Linked DNA regions of Mus musculus: regions 2 and 3 are each linked to region 1. The links are chromatin contacts, called in public Hi-C and HiChIP or PLAC-seq maps. All regions are on one chromosome and are shown on one strand. The core of a region is the stretch at or near the end of the contact, and the rest is flanking DNA. Distances in the headings are between cores, read along the strand shown.

Region 1 (3,765 bases), core at 391-2,890:
AAACTCAGGTCCCCTGGAAGAGCAGCGACCAGTCTTAATGGCGGAACCATCTTTTCAGCCCTAGACCTTTTCTGATCTGGTCACACCATGGTGAGCAAACAAGAAACATGATTCTTGTGTCCCTCTAATCAGGACTTTGGGCTGTAGCTAATGCCTTCCGTGGTTTAGACCTAACTTAGGATCTTGTGATTCATTTAACTGTCATGTCTCTCGAGTCTCCCCTCCTGTGGTTCAACTCTAGCCTTCCTTTCTCTTTGATGACCTTGGCATTTTGGAAAGGACAAGCCAATTATTTTGCAGACTCTCTTTCACTTCGTGTCAGAAGTTTCCTCATGGTTAGATTCAGTTTATGTGTTTTGGCAAAAATGCCTCATAAAGAATGCGTTCTTCTTAGGGTATCGGTCTAGAATGTGAGTGGAACCTGTCTGTCCAAGCACTAAGGACATTCTCTTTGATTGCTAGACGGTGTGTTGCTTAATAACTTTTGCTCCTATAAAGTACAATTTTCAGGAGTTTCTTTAGGGCCAGGGCTTGAAGATGATTCTAGACCAAGGATGTCCCCCTGTAGTGAAAGAGTGTCCAATTCTGTCCAACATGACAGCCAGTGAGTGACACGTTTTGGGCACTTATGACAAAGGGTGCTATTGAAGACATCAAAGGGGGTACAGTCGGAATGTCAGAATGCTCATAAAACAGCCTGTATGTACCAACATCTCCTAAAACAGACAAGTACTGTGCTTTGGATCTTTGGACCAGGGGCTTAGGGCAGAGAACCATGTTCAGAGCTGAAGCCTCAGAGCTCATGGCCCAGCGGTTGCCTGGCGTTAGAGTGGCGCCCGGGAAGCCACCTCCCATCTTTATTTCAGAAGTAGCTGCTCTAGAAGCTCTAGGCAGAGCCAGGGTTAGCGCGACTTCATTCTGTAACCCGGGCTGTAGCCTGTTGTGATGACTGCTTTTTGCGGGGGTGGGGGTCGGGGGAGGGGAGCGTCTGAATCATTCTAAGAAAATGGGGCTTGGTTTGTTCGATGAGTTGGGGCCAGGTGAGATCCTGCAAGAACACTGTGTTGTTCTTGGAAGTGATTAAGGTTGAAGCACAAGTTCGGGGAGAACGATTGTATCCCTCATAAAAGTGGATTCTGTTCGTTTTAAGGTACACAATAGAAGCTGTGGCCCAGACTCGCCCCAAAGGCAGCCTCGAGGGCATTTACACGCACAGATGGGCATGCACTCAGGAGAGCCACTAAGGAAAGCTGACGTTGAAACGCCCACGTCTTAAGCTATCTGCTGTGAACCTCTGCAAAGATTCATTTTTTTTCTTGCCAAATATAGCATTCAGTTACCAAGTGGAATTGTAAAAGTTTACGTTTTCATGAAAATTCCGGTAATGTTTTTTCCCTCCTCCACCAACGTCTTCTCAGTTCACCACTAGAGGGCACTGTTGGCAGTGAGATCAACAGGAAGGAAGCAGAAAATTGTCTAGTGTTTCTTTGTTGTGTGTGTTTTAAATAACTTTAAATTACTTCCTTTCCGTCAGTAAATAAAAACGGAAATTTAAAAGCTACTCTACTTACAGTTTATATGGACTTGTGTTTCCACTCACCTCAGATACATACAAACCTTGAGTGTACTCCATTAACAAAATAAATAAATCATTGTAAAATGTAGTTCCAATTTCTCCCAAATGCTTCCTTTCCCCAGGCACCTCGCACACTCCTGTACATCCTGTTTGGAATGTTTCCCGCACTTGGAAACGCCTTAGTTGGTTTTTTTTTTTTGTTTGTTTGTTTGTTTTGTTTTGTTTTGTTTTAATTTCTGAGCCGGTTAAACAATTTTACTTTCCCAATCACACTTTCCTGTCATTTGCTTCCAGACCCCAGAGCAGCGAGGGATCTTTCTGGTATCTAGCTTAAGCTATTTATTTCCCGTGTACCATATATACATATTCTGCACGCACACACATGCACAGGAAAGCACATTCCATGTCTCCATTTAGAGGTTACAGAGGTGGCAAGCGTGTCTGCATTCTGAGGGCGCATCCAAAGCTGCTGTCTAGCCATAAGCTTCATGCTTTTGAGGAAAACCTCAACGATGACTCCAGGGGCAATCTCTGCCTCCTTTCAGTGAATGCTGGGCCGTGTCACCATCCTTCAGGCTCACACATTAGCCCCGTAGCAGGCTCTAACACAGGCTCACACAGGTTCTGCTTGGATTTAGTTCTAGGAATTGGCCTGAGGACTGGAGGGAGACTGCTGGTTGGTCTATCGGCCACAGGTAGGGAACGACTTCTGTAGAATCTTCCAGAACAGTGGAAGTGCTGGTGCTTACTAGATTTCCTACGTTACTTTCTGTTACTGCGATAGCACCCTGACTAAGTCAACCTGAGGCTGGAGCTGAAGCGGAGGCCATGCAGGAGCGCTGCCACTGGCTGCTCACTGGCTCACATTCAGCTACCTTTCTGACCTGGATGGACTGCCTGCCTAGAGATGGTGCCGCCCACAGTGGGCGGGGCCTTCCTCCAACAACTAGCAATCAAGAAAATGCCCTGCAAACACTCCCACAGGCCAATCTGATGGAGGCGATTTCTCAACTGAAGCTCCCTTCCCCCAGCCTCTCTAAGTTTGTGTCAGGTTGGCAGGTGAAGCTATGACATTAGGTAGGGACACAGAAGCCACAGGAAACTGCAGAGTCAGCATCCATCCAGGCCCCCTCCCCCAATCAGGGCTGTCATTGTCCCTCACACTTGCTCTGCAGCAAACTCACATGGCCCTGGAGTTCTGAGTCCCTTAGATCTCGTGCCCGACTCACAACTCCTCTCGCTGCCTTTCCACTACAGGCAAAATGAGCGCCCTGTGAGTGAGCAGTGGTGTCGTCTGGAACTCCAGCTTTGCAATACACCGCAACAACAGCTCACCACTCACGGTGGTTCAGGGCAAAACTTAGCAGCGGCTGCTTCTGCTACCCCAGGGCATCTTTTCCTGTATGCCCGGATTGCCATCTCTGCCACCACAATCTCCTCCAGTGGATTACTTTCTCAAGTTGCTACTGGACCTGCAACTGTAAAGTCCAAGTTGCCAAGGCCTTCCAGGACTTAGCTGCAGCCTATCTAGTAACCAGGATGCCATTAGCTTCCCCTACACGATGGCACTGGAGCCAATCCCAAGTCTCCACGAGGCTGTGTGTTCCTCCAACCACCTGTTAGCCAGATCCCTCCTCTCAGCTGAGGATGGCAAGATGGCATTAAATAGGCTAATATTTGTATGAGAGTAAGCCATCACTGTAAGAAACGAGGGTCAATGAATATTTTGGGCCAAAGGTAAAACTGTTTTAAACATCACGGACCACGTGTGTACCGCCCACCCAGCATTTAAAAACTCAAAGTGAAGCTGAGTTCATGCGGTCGGCCGCAGACTAGATTTCGTTCCTGTGAGCTTTAGTTTGTCAGCCTTTGAATGAGAGGTAAGAGGGGAGATCTGTGGGAGGCTGGAAAAAGCTCCAGAGTCCACCCGGGCTTGAATACACGAGGGACAGAGCGAGGGAAGTTTCTGGAAGCATGCTTGATCATCTGTGAAGGCCTGAGGAAGGCTGTCAGGGAGTGCTCGAGCCCAGACCAGCTGTCGTTTTGACAGCTCTGGAGAACAGGATTGTGATCCTTTCGAATAAATACGTGTCCACCTTCCTTCATCAGAGCAGGGCTTCGAATGTTTTCTGTTCATGACCCTTTCTTGTCTGAGAAACTTTTGCTACCCTGTGTGTATAAGCAGATGT
Region 2 (3,879 bases), core at 62-2,561, 150 kb before region 1:
GGATACAGACCCTCATGAAGAAAATAAGCATCGTATGAAAAAAATGAGTTTACACTGCTACACACTAAAGAACTATTTAGAAGTAGAAGAGAGATCTGAATAAATCCCTGCCCCCATGCTGACACCCTGACCCCAGATGTTCAGTCTCCAGAATGGTGAGGTAAGCAGTTTCTACTGTTTAAGCAAACATGTTTATGGTACTTTGTTTCCTGGAAGCCCCATGATACAGTTAGGTTTGAAGCTGCAACCTCCTGGAATCTACATTTTAAATATTCCCCCAAATGGCTTGGAAGTCTTTGAGAAACAGTGCTATGTAGATAGGAAAAAGAAATTAAATCCACCTTTCGATGTAGCAAATACGTGCTTGTTCTTGTAATTTGCCAGCAGTCTTAACTTGGCTGATGACCCATTGGGGGTCTTGCCAGGGGAGGCCTTCACTACCCATTTCTTCCCACCACTTACAGAAAATACATACTTATATCTTAAAAGAGACTGAAAAGCACCAATCTTTTCTTCTCTCCTACCCTTAATAGCTTGATTACTCCGCTTTAGATACACCAGCTGTTACCTTGGTAAAGCTTGTGTCTGATATTCTGCTTAACTGACAGAGCCGGAGGGCTGTAATATTCTCCTTTGTGTGTCTCTGGCTTCCAGCCAGCAAACACAAATAATGCACTCTGAATCTCCCCTCAACGAGTGTGATAATTGATGATCTCTTGATGGAGAATGGGAAACAACACACGAAATTTGCTCCATATTGTTCTGCGTTGGAATGAAAACTTTTCTGACAAGGCAGTCAGAGCCAAAGTGGGAATGTACATCACCGGAAGCTAGTAAAGTTTAGTCACTGCAAAGATCTGGATCTCGCCACCTCTGGATCGCACTGCCCCTGTCTGCCTGCCCTCCCTCGACAGCGCTGAAGTGGAATCCGCACTTGCCCCTTTCCTGTCTCCCTCACTTTCCTGGCTTACCATGACAGAAGCAGGAACTTTGCTTAGGGATAAGTGAACTCTGCAGAGCAGGAACGCTCACGGTTGTCAAGACGACAGGCCACGCCCACTCACAACTCCCAGTGTTTTGCGAAGGACAACCTGCGCAATCGCACTGTAGTCTTCCGGTGAGTACTGCCCAAGTCGTAGACTGGTTACACAAGCCACACTTCCCACATAAGGTACGCCCACATCGCGGCTTTTACCTAATCCCGCCCATTTCCGCCTGATGCCCCGCCCCAGCAAAGAAAGCGGCCTCGAGTCCCATACACTGCTGCCTGTAGTCCCGCCCTGAGCCCACCCCCGCCTCTCAGCTCCGCCCACTTCCGGCAGACGGTCGGAGCATTTACGGCCGTGGTGCCGCAAAGCGCTGGAGTGAGGCGGTCTGAGCAAGCTGTCGTCTGGACCCCAGACCTGCTGGTGGTGAAGTATGCCTTAGGCGAGGGCTTCCGGGCGTGGGGAGAGCTGCGTCTCACACTGAAACGCAGGCTGACCTGGAACTCGCGGGCATCCCTCAGCTTCCTCCTGAGAGCTGGGGTTATAGCCGAGGCCCGCCACGGCCAGCCTTGTAAAAAGGTTTCTTCCTCGCTTCTTTTGCGTCTGGACGAGCCCTTCCCGGGGGATCTGGGGAATGGCGCCAGCTCACGACTAGGTGAAGCCATAGGTTCCGGGCGGGTCCCCCAGGGAGTCATCTGGCCACAAAGGCGAGCTCCAAGAGGGTCGCTACCTTGATATTAAAGTAGTACAGATTCTTCACTGATCGTGGGAGTTTAGTTTCTATGCAAAGCATTCGCCCTTCTCAAGAGCTGCTCACACACTAGTTTAACGTGACTTCTAAGAACCAGTAAGCCATTGTTGTCCCAAGGTCACGGAGCGCTGTACTGTTGTGGCAGCCTGCAGAATTTCAGCCCTTCTCCATAAGAAAAGGCACTTGAGACGTAGAGGAATGGAGACAGTTCTTTAACCCAACCCCAGCTTACGGCCCGTCTAACCCAAGATAGAGTACTAATGCTCTGTCCCTTACATAAACTAAATGTTCTGTTCAGTAGGACTGACAGCTAGTTTTTGTGGGTTAAGGTCATTGGTTGCACAACACTTAAGACCTTACTGCCCTCCGAACCTTGGTAATGAGATAAAAACTTAACACCTACTGCATATAAATTCAAATTTGTTTTATCTTAGCTGTTGAGGTATGGAAGGTAGCCTTTGTTTTGAATTATTCAACAAAGCAACTACTAGTGTTTAGTGACAGAAAACCTCAGACTAAACTAGGAAGTGGTGTGGAAGTACAGTAATTAACATGGTGACTCAGGAGAAATGGCCTTACTCAAAATCACTGTGTCATTATCAACTTCTCTCCTAAGAGGAAAACTAATAGTAGAGATGTGTTAGATCCCATGGTTCAAGACTCTGTGCATGCTTTTTTGAGTTTTGATGTCCTCTAGTCCCTGGGCAGGATTTGTGAGTAATAAGAGGGCTGCTTTCTGGCATCTCTTCATCTTGACACGGGTTGTACTAGCCCCTCTCTCCTGTCATGTACCTGTACCATCTAAAGGCGTATGGTCGCACAACCTCTGGTATGGGGAAATCTGACAGGACAGTTTTCCAGTACAGTCTGAAGGAATACTGAGTCTAGTTCACTAGACCACTGAAACAATACACTGCCGTCTCCATTTCCTTCAGCTTTTTTTTTTTTTTTTTTGGTCACTTGAACATCATGGGGCAGAATAACATCATTGGGCATCAAGCCCCTATTAGAAATAATAGTGTCCTACTAAAATGACAACGCCATCATTCCTTTACTCAAAGTCCCCAGGGAGAAAGGACTTACAGCTCCTCCTTGCACATATCCATGTTCCTGGAATAGCCCGTGACTTTGAGCCATGCACTCATCCAACTTTGATAACTTCCAGGACTCCATGCAGGTCTCTGCAGCAATTAAGTTGTTTTCTAGTTTGCAAACTAAAGGTTTTTCCCAGCAGCAAAAATAAACTAAAAATTCCTGAAAATCAACTGTATCATAAATTACCATCAAAGTGCATGGGGCAGGGGTAGGCGAATCTTTTATTACTCATACTCTGTGGGAAAAGCAATTGGGAAGGAGAACTAAGGCAGGTCTCTAAAAGCTTTCACAAGTTACAAATGCCAAGTTTTATCTATATAATAATTTCAAGCCACATAGTTTTAAGTCATTCTTCAACAAGGTATACCATCCTGGTATTATATTACTCCTCCCCTCTCTCCCTACTCCCACTGTTAATATTATTAGTTAAACACACCTGTTAAATTACCTTTCAGTATTACACTAAATCTTCAGGGAAAGAAAACAAACCATGAAATTAAAAGAGAAAAGAGAGAGATGGTTATGGCAGTAAGACTCTGGAAGCTGGAGCCCATGAGTGACTATGAGTCAACCCTAGCAAACCTCAGTGGACACTCACTACTCTTCCCAAGAGGAAGCAAGCAGAATCAACTAGGATCTGTACACTTGGACACTAAACGCAACACCAGTCACAATTGTCAGTATTAGTGACAGGGTGCCACTATGTAACTTCAATCATAGCTCTCCTTGAACTAAGGGTCTTCCCCTGCCTCAGCTTCCATCCAGCTCAACACAATAATTTTTGGACGAATTTTGAGAATCTCCATTTTCTGCTAGTTAATTGTAAAGTAACCTTTAATTCATCTTTAAAAATAATCTACTTTGAAATTTTATTTTTCCTGAATAATACAGTCCAAAAGATATTAGTTGTCTGGCTCTAAGCAAAAGCAGCAGCCTTAAGGGACAGGATGAAGGGCTGGGAGACCTTAAGAATTCAAGACAAAGGAAACAGGTCTCAGGTAAAAGTGGTTTGTGACAGCAGCCTAGCAGAAGAGGACACTGATTGGG
Region 3 (3,466 bases), core at 201-2,700, 200 kb after region 1:
TACAAGAGGGTTGAGCTGCCCAGACAACACAGAAGGGAGTTGCTCTAAAGAACCATTTCTAAACAGGTCCACTTCCCTCCATATCCTTTCTTTTCCATTACCTCTGGTGGGTGGTGGGCTAGAAGGGAGGTTAAAGCATTTAAGAACCATCATTAAAAATAGGCTTTGAAAAATTTAAAGTTACAACTGTCCTCCTTTGTACTTCTCTCCCTCATTTTATCACAACCAAGACAAGTGCTGTGTGACCTGCCCTGGGGTCAGATAGTGAGGGCAATGATGAACCAAAGGAACAATCACACCCAGGTCTGCCCTGGTGAAGCAGTCAACTTCTCTGGATTACTTACAAGAGCATGAGTCACTCAATGGCAGCTGTGGCACTGGAGAGCCCCACAGATCAGAATACGTGACAACTCATAGAAAGTGTATCTCTGGAGCTCCCTGCCCAGCCTGCAGGCAGCTCCGCCGAAGAGTCTCCTCAGCGGGGCTGGTGAGGCTTCTGAGTTTCTTGTTGCTTTTATGAGCCTAGTATGTTGTATCCCTTCCCTTCAGGATGGCATGTTTCAATGGGGGAGGAAACAGCAACAATGCAACAAGTCAGACTGGCTCAGCTGACACCTGTACGCCAGTGTGCCATTGACAAAGGCATGGTATTGCTAAAGGACTTTACCACTGACAGATGAGATGAGTAGCTAGGCAGGTGTTCTATAACATGAGAGAAATGTTTGTACTGAAGGCTGTGGGATCCCACAGAAGATGAGTTACGGGAGTAAGAGGATACTTTCTTAGCTCAAGTAATATAATTGAAGGCAGCCATATTATCTATGCCCATCACTGATAGTGGGCAACCTGGGGGGGGGGAGCTGTTAGCTCAGGCTTTGCTTTTATCTACAACCACCCTCCCGCCAACCCTTACTTCCCATGATATAGAACTGCCTATATTCTGACTGACCTGTAGAAAGACACTCCAAGAACTAGCCAAGAATCTTACGTAGGATCTACCGTCGGCTACAGGAATACTTCCCGTCCAGACTGGGGCAGCCCCAGCTGGGACTCAACCCTCCCGAAACTCTGGAAACAAGGTGCTAGGTTTGGTCATTTCACTCTTTTTGTTTTGCTCATTTCTTTATATCTCTCTCTCTCTCTCTCCTCTTCCTCCTCCTCCTCTTCCTCCTCTTCTCCTTCCTCCTCCTCCTCCTCCTTCCTTCCATCCTTTCTTTGTATTTTTGGTTTTTGCTTTATTTTGCTTTGTCTGGCTATGAAACAAGGTCATATTATTATACAGCCCAGGCTGGCTTCAAACTCAAAGTGATCCTTCTGTGTCCAGAGGGCTGGCATTATAGTTAGGTACCACAATGAGAGCTCTGCCTGACAAGTAAGTGGGTACACATGCGTGGAGTTGTCTGGTTACAGAAACAAAACGTGGTTGTGATTAACATTACTGGGCCGCTTACTCACAAGGCTATCACGTTACAAGTCTTACTCATGAGGCTCAGCAATATTCCCTGAGCCATCCTGTGTAAGGCACTGGAGGCAGGCATGGTGGCACTAAGGCATGATCCCTCTTGGAGGGGAAGGTGGCTGTGTACAAGTCAGAGACAGACACTGAGCTGCAGCCCCTGGGCTTTGGCTCATCTCTGGCAGGTACCACACTTGGAAGAGTGCTGGGCTCTAGGAAGCCCAGCAAAGGTCATTACTATGGAGTTTGAAAGGCTTCCAATACACAAGGAACTTGGACTATTTTTAAATGCAGCTCAAAGCTAAGCTAAATCAGAATCAAGTTATAACCACATTGATTCAAACTTCATGGTTAAGGTTCTGGATTGTAATTAAATTAGGATCCAACCACTCTAGGATGATTACAAAACTTGTCAGCTCTTAGATCCTTTGAAAGTGAAATATGGGCTGTTTATAATAAGAGCAAAATAATGGTGTAAGTGAGGACTGTCCTGGACACACAGGATTCCTACTGAGGGAAGGGCTTGAGAGATAGTTAAATAAGGCTTAAAGATGTTACTATGTTTAATCAAGACAATTCATGATCTGATCTATATTTAAATTATATATAAATATATATTAATATATATATTATATATATTATATTATACATGTACATATAATATATAATTGGTACATTCATCATGAAAAGTAGTACAGATTATCTTTTTAAAATTGGACTATAATTTCCAGTAAAGGAAATGAAGTCAGGCTAGCAAGGAGGTGCCTGTAGCTCACATGAATTGCAGTGCAATTCACAAGTGAGCGCATATAAAAAGAACAATGTATTCTGTGATGGCTGGATGAATAAAGCCAATGAGATATGATTCAGCCATGGGGAATATGGGAATGTGCCATTTATGACCAGATGGGTAAACCAGGAGGACATTGTGCTAAGTGAAATAAGGCAGATGACAGACAACATGGGAGCCTAGCCAAACGGGGCATCTTTAAGGAATTACTCACAAGCAGATGGGGTGAGCGCTAGCAAGTCTTCTGAGGTGTAACTCTGGGGTCAGATATGAACATGGTCAACAGAGTCGAAGATATTAGATTGATAACTTGAAATTTGCTATGAGGTCACATCCAATGTCTTTACCACAAAACGCACATACCTTGTCAGGTAAGGATGGAGATCAATAATGAGTGTGCTTGACACCTCAGCTTGATGTACACCCACTCAATCATGAGACCAATCACTCTGGCCTCTGTGTACAGACAGGATTGTATGGGCCACAGGAAAAGGCAGGAGACGTTTAGAAAACATTGCAAGGACTGAAGTGACGTGTAATACCCGTTCACACTCAAGAGGAGAAAGGGAAATAGAGAAGGATCCAGTCCATAGACAAGGGGGCGGGGCCTCTAGACAAGGGGGCGGGGCCGCAGGACTAACCAACCTCTGAGAGTGCAGGAAGAGCTGCTATGCACAAGAAGTTGCTGTTCACTGATAGAACAATAAGAACCAGTGTCTTTGGATTTCGTAAAGGTGTGCGCCACCACTGCCCGGCTACTCTTAAGACCCGGTAAGGGTCAATCGTATGCTCCGAACAGCCCTATGCAGAAGGCATTGCTATCTCAAATATAAGCAAGCAGGCTACAGGCCAGGGAGTGAAGTCGCCAGGGTTCAACCAGGGAGCTGCAGAACAAGGCTTTTATTACTTCAATTGTGGTAACTCCAGAGTCCACCTCTTCATGCTGAGCCATGCTGTTTTGAATCTGTTTGACTTTGACTCTAACTCAGGGCCCCAGTTCCACATCTGTCCACCATCAGTGAATGATGTTGGAAACAGGACATGAATAGGCTGAACCAGCACTCCCACGGTTGGAACACATGCTGTGATGCTGAGGAAGAATCACTGGTGTCGAGGGTCACACATGCATCCTAAATGAGCACTAGCTTCTGTATGCTGCATTCTGCACTTTGTGAAAGAACAGGAGCCTGCCTCTGTTTGGCATCATGGCCACTCCTGGA

What was found. HiChIP or PLAC-seq counts read pairs in DNA pulled down with a chosen protein or histone mark. Hi-C and Micro-C count contacts between places; a contact is called where the count stands out from the background.
Region 2: a contact with region 1 is called in a Hi-C map of bone marrow-derived macrophages, with 32 read pairs. The contact joins the promoter of Etfrf1 here to the enhancer-like site in region 1. A contact is called at or near these places in 21 of 39 promoter capture datasets (the 3T3-L1 cell line, 3T3-L1-derived adipocytes, the C10 cell line and 14 more), 6 of 484 Hi-C or Micro-C datasets (bone marrow-derived macrophages, differentiating embryonic stem cells and embryonic stem cells), 11 of 115 datasets of contacts at active chromatin or transcription factors (the 230-238 cell line, the HPC-7 cell line, acute myeloid leukemia and 5 more) and 2 of 9 other capture datasets (adipose tissue and liver).
Region 3: a CTCF HiChIP or PLAC-seq map of the NIH/3T3 cell line shows a contact between it and region 1, with 7 read pairs. The contact joins two enhancer-like sites. A contact is called at or near these places in 2 of 39 promoter capture datasets (liver and pre-B cells), 1 of 15 datasets of contacts at CTCF or cohesin (the NIH/3T3 cell line), 5 of 484 Hi-C or Micro-C datasets (cranial neural crest, liver, myocytes and 2 more), 1 of 115 datasets of contacts at active chromatin or transcription factors (T-cell acute lymphoblastic leukemia) and 1 of 9 other capture datasets (embryonic stem cells).

The regions. Positions count from the first base shown.
Region 1 is chr6:145,358,816-145,362,580 of GRCm38.p6, forward strand. No RefSeq gene overlaps it. Among named protein-coding and RNA genes, the nearest start is that of Gm38926, 12 kb to the left of the region's middle. Within about 2 kb of position 1,641, at least 46 of the 459 cell types and tissues checked have an H3K27ac peak or open chromatin away from gene starts, as enhancers often do. A contact at or near this core is called in the HPC-7 cell line, the NIH/3T3 cell line, adipose tissue and 4 more, where this site is marked.
Region 2 is chr6:145,209,836-145,213,714 of GRCm38.p6, forward strand. It overlaps Etfrf1 (electron transfer flavoprotein regulatory factor 1), which reads left to right and starts at 1,312. Exons shown (of 3, transcript NM_133688.3): 1 at 1,312-1,417. Casc1 (cancer susceptibility candidate 1) reads right to left here and starts at 1,135. Exons shown (of 16, transcript NM_177222.4): 1 at 972-1,135. The coding sequence starts at 974.
Region 3 is chr6:145,563,456-145,566,921 of GRCm38.p6, forward strand. The region is part of intron 1 of Gm38475 (a long non-coding RNA gene); the gene reads right to left. Among named protein-coding and RNA genes, the nearest start is that of Gm38475, 49 kb to the right of the region's middle. Within about 2 kb of position 1,451, at least 36 of the 459 cell types and tissues checked have an H3K27ac peak or open chromatin away from gene starts, as enhancers often do. A contact at or near this core is called in the NIH/3T3 cell line, where this site is marked.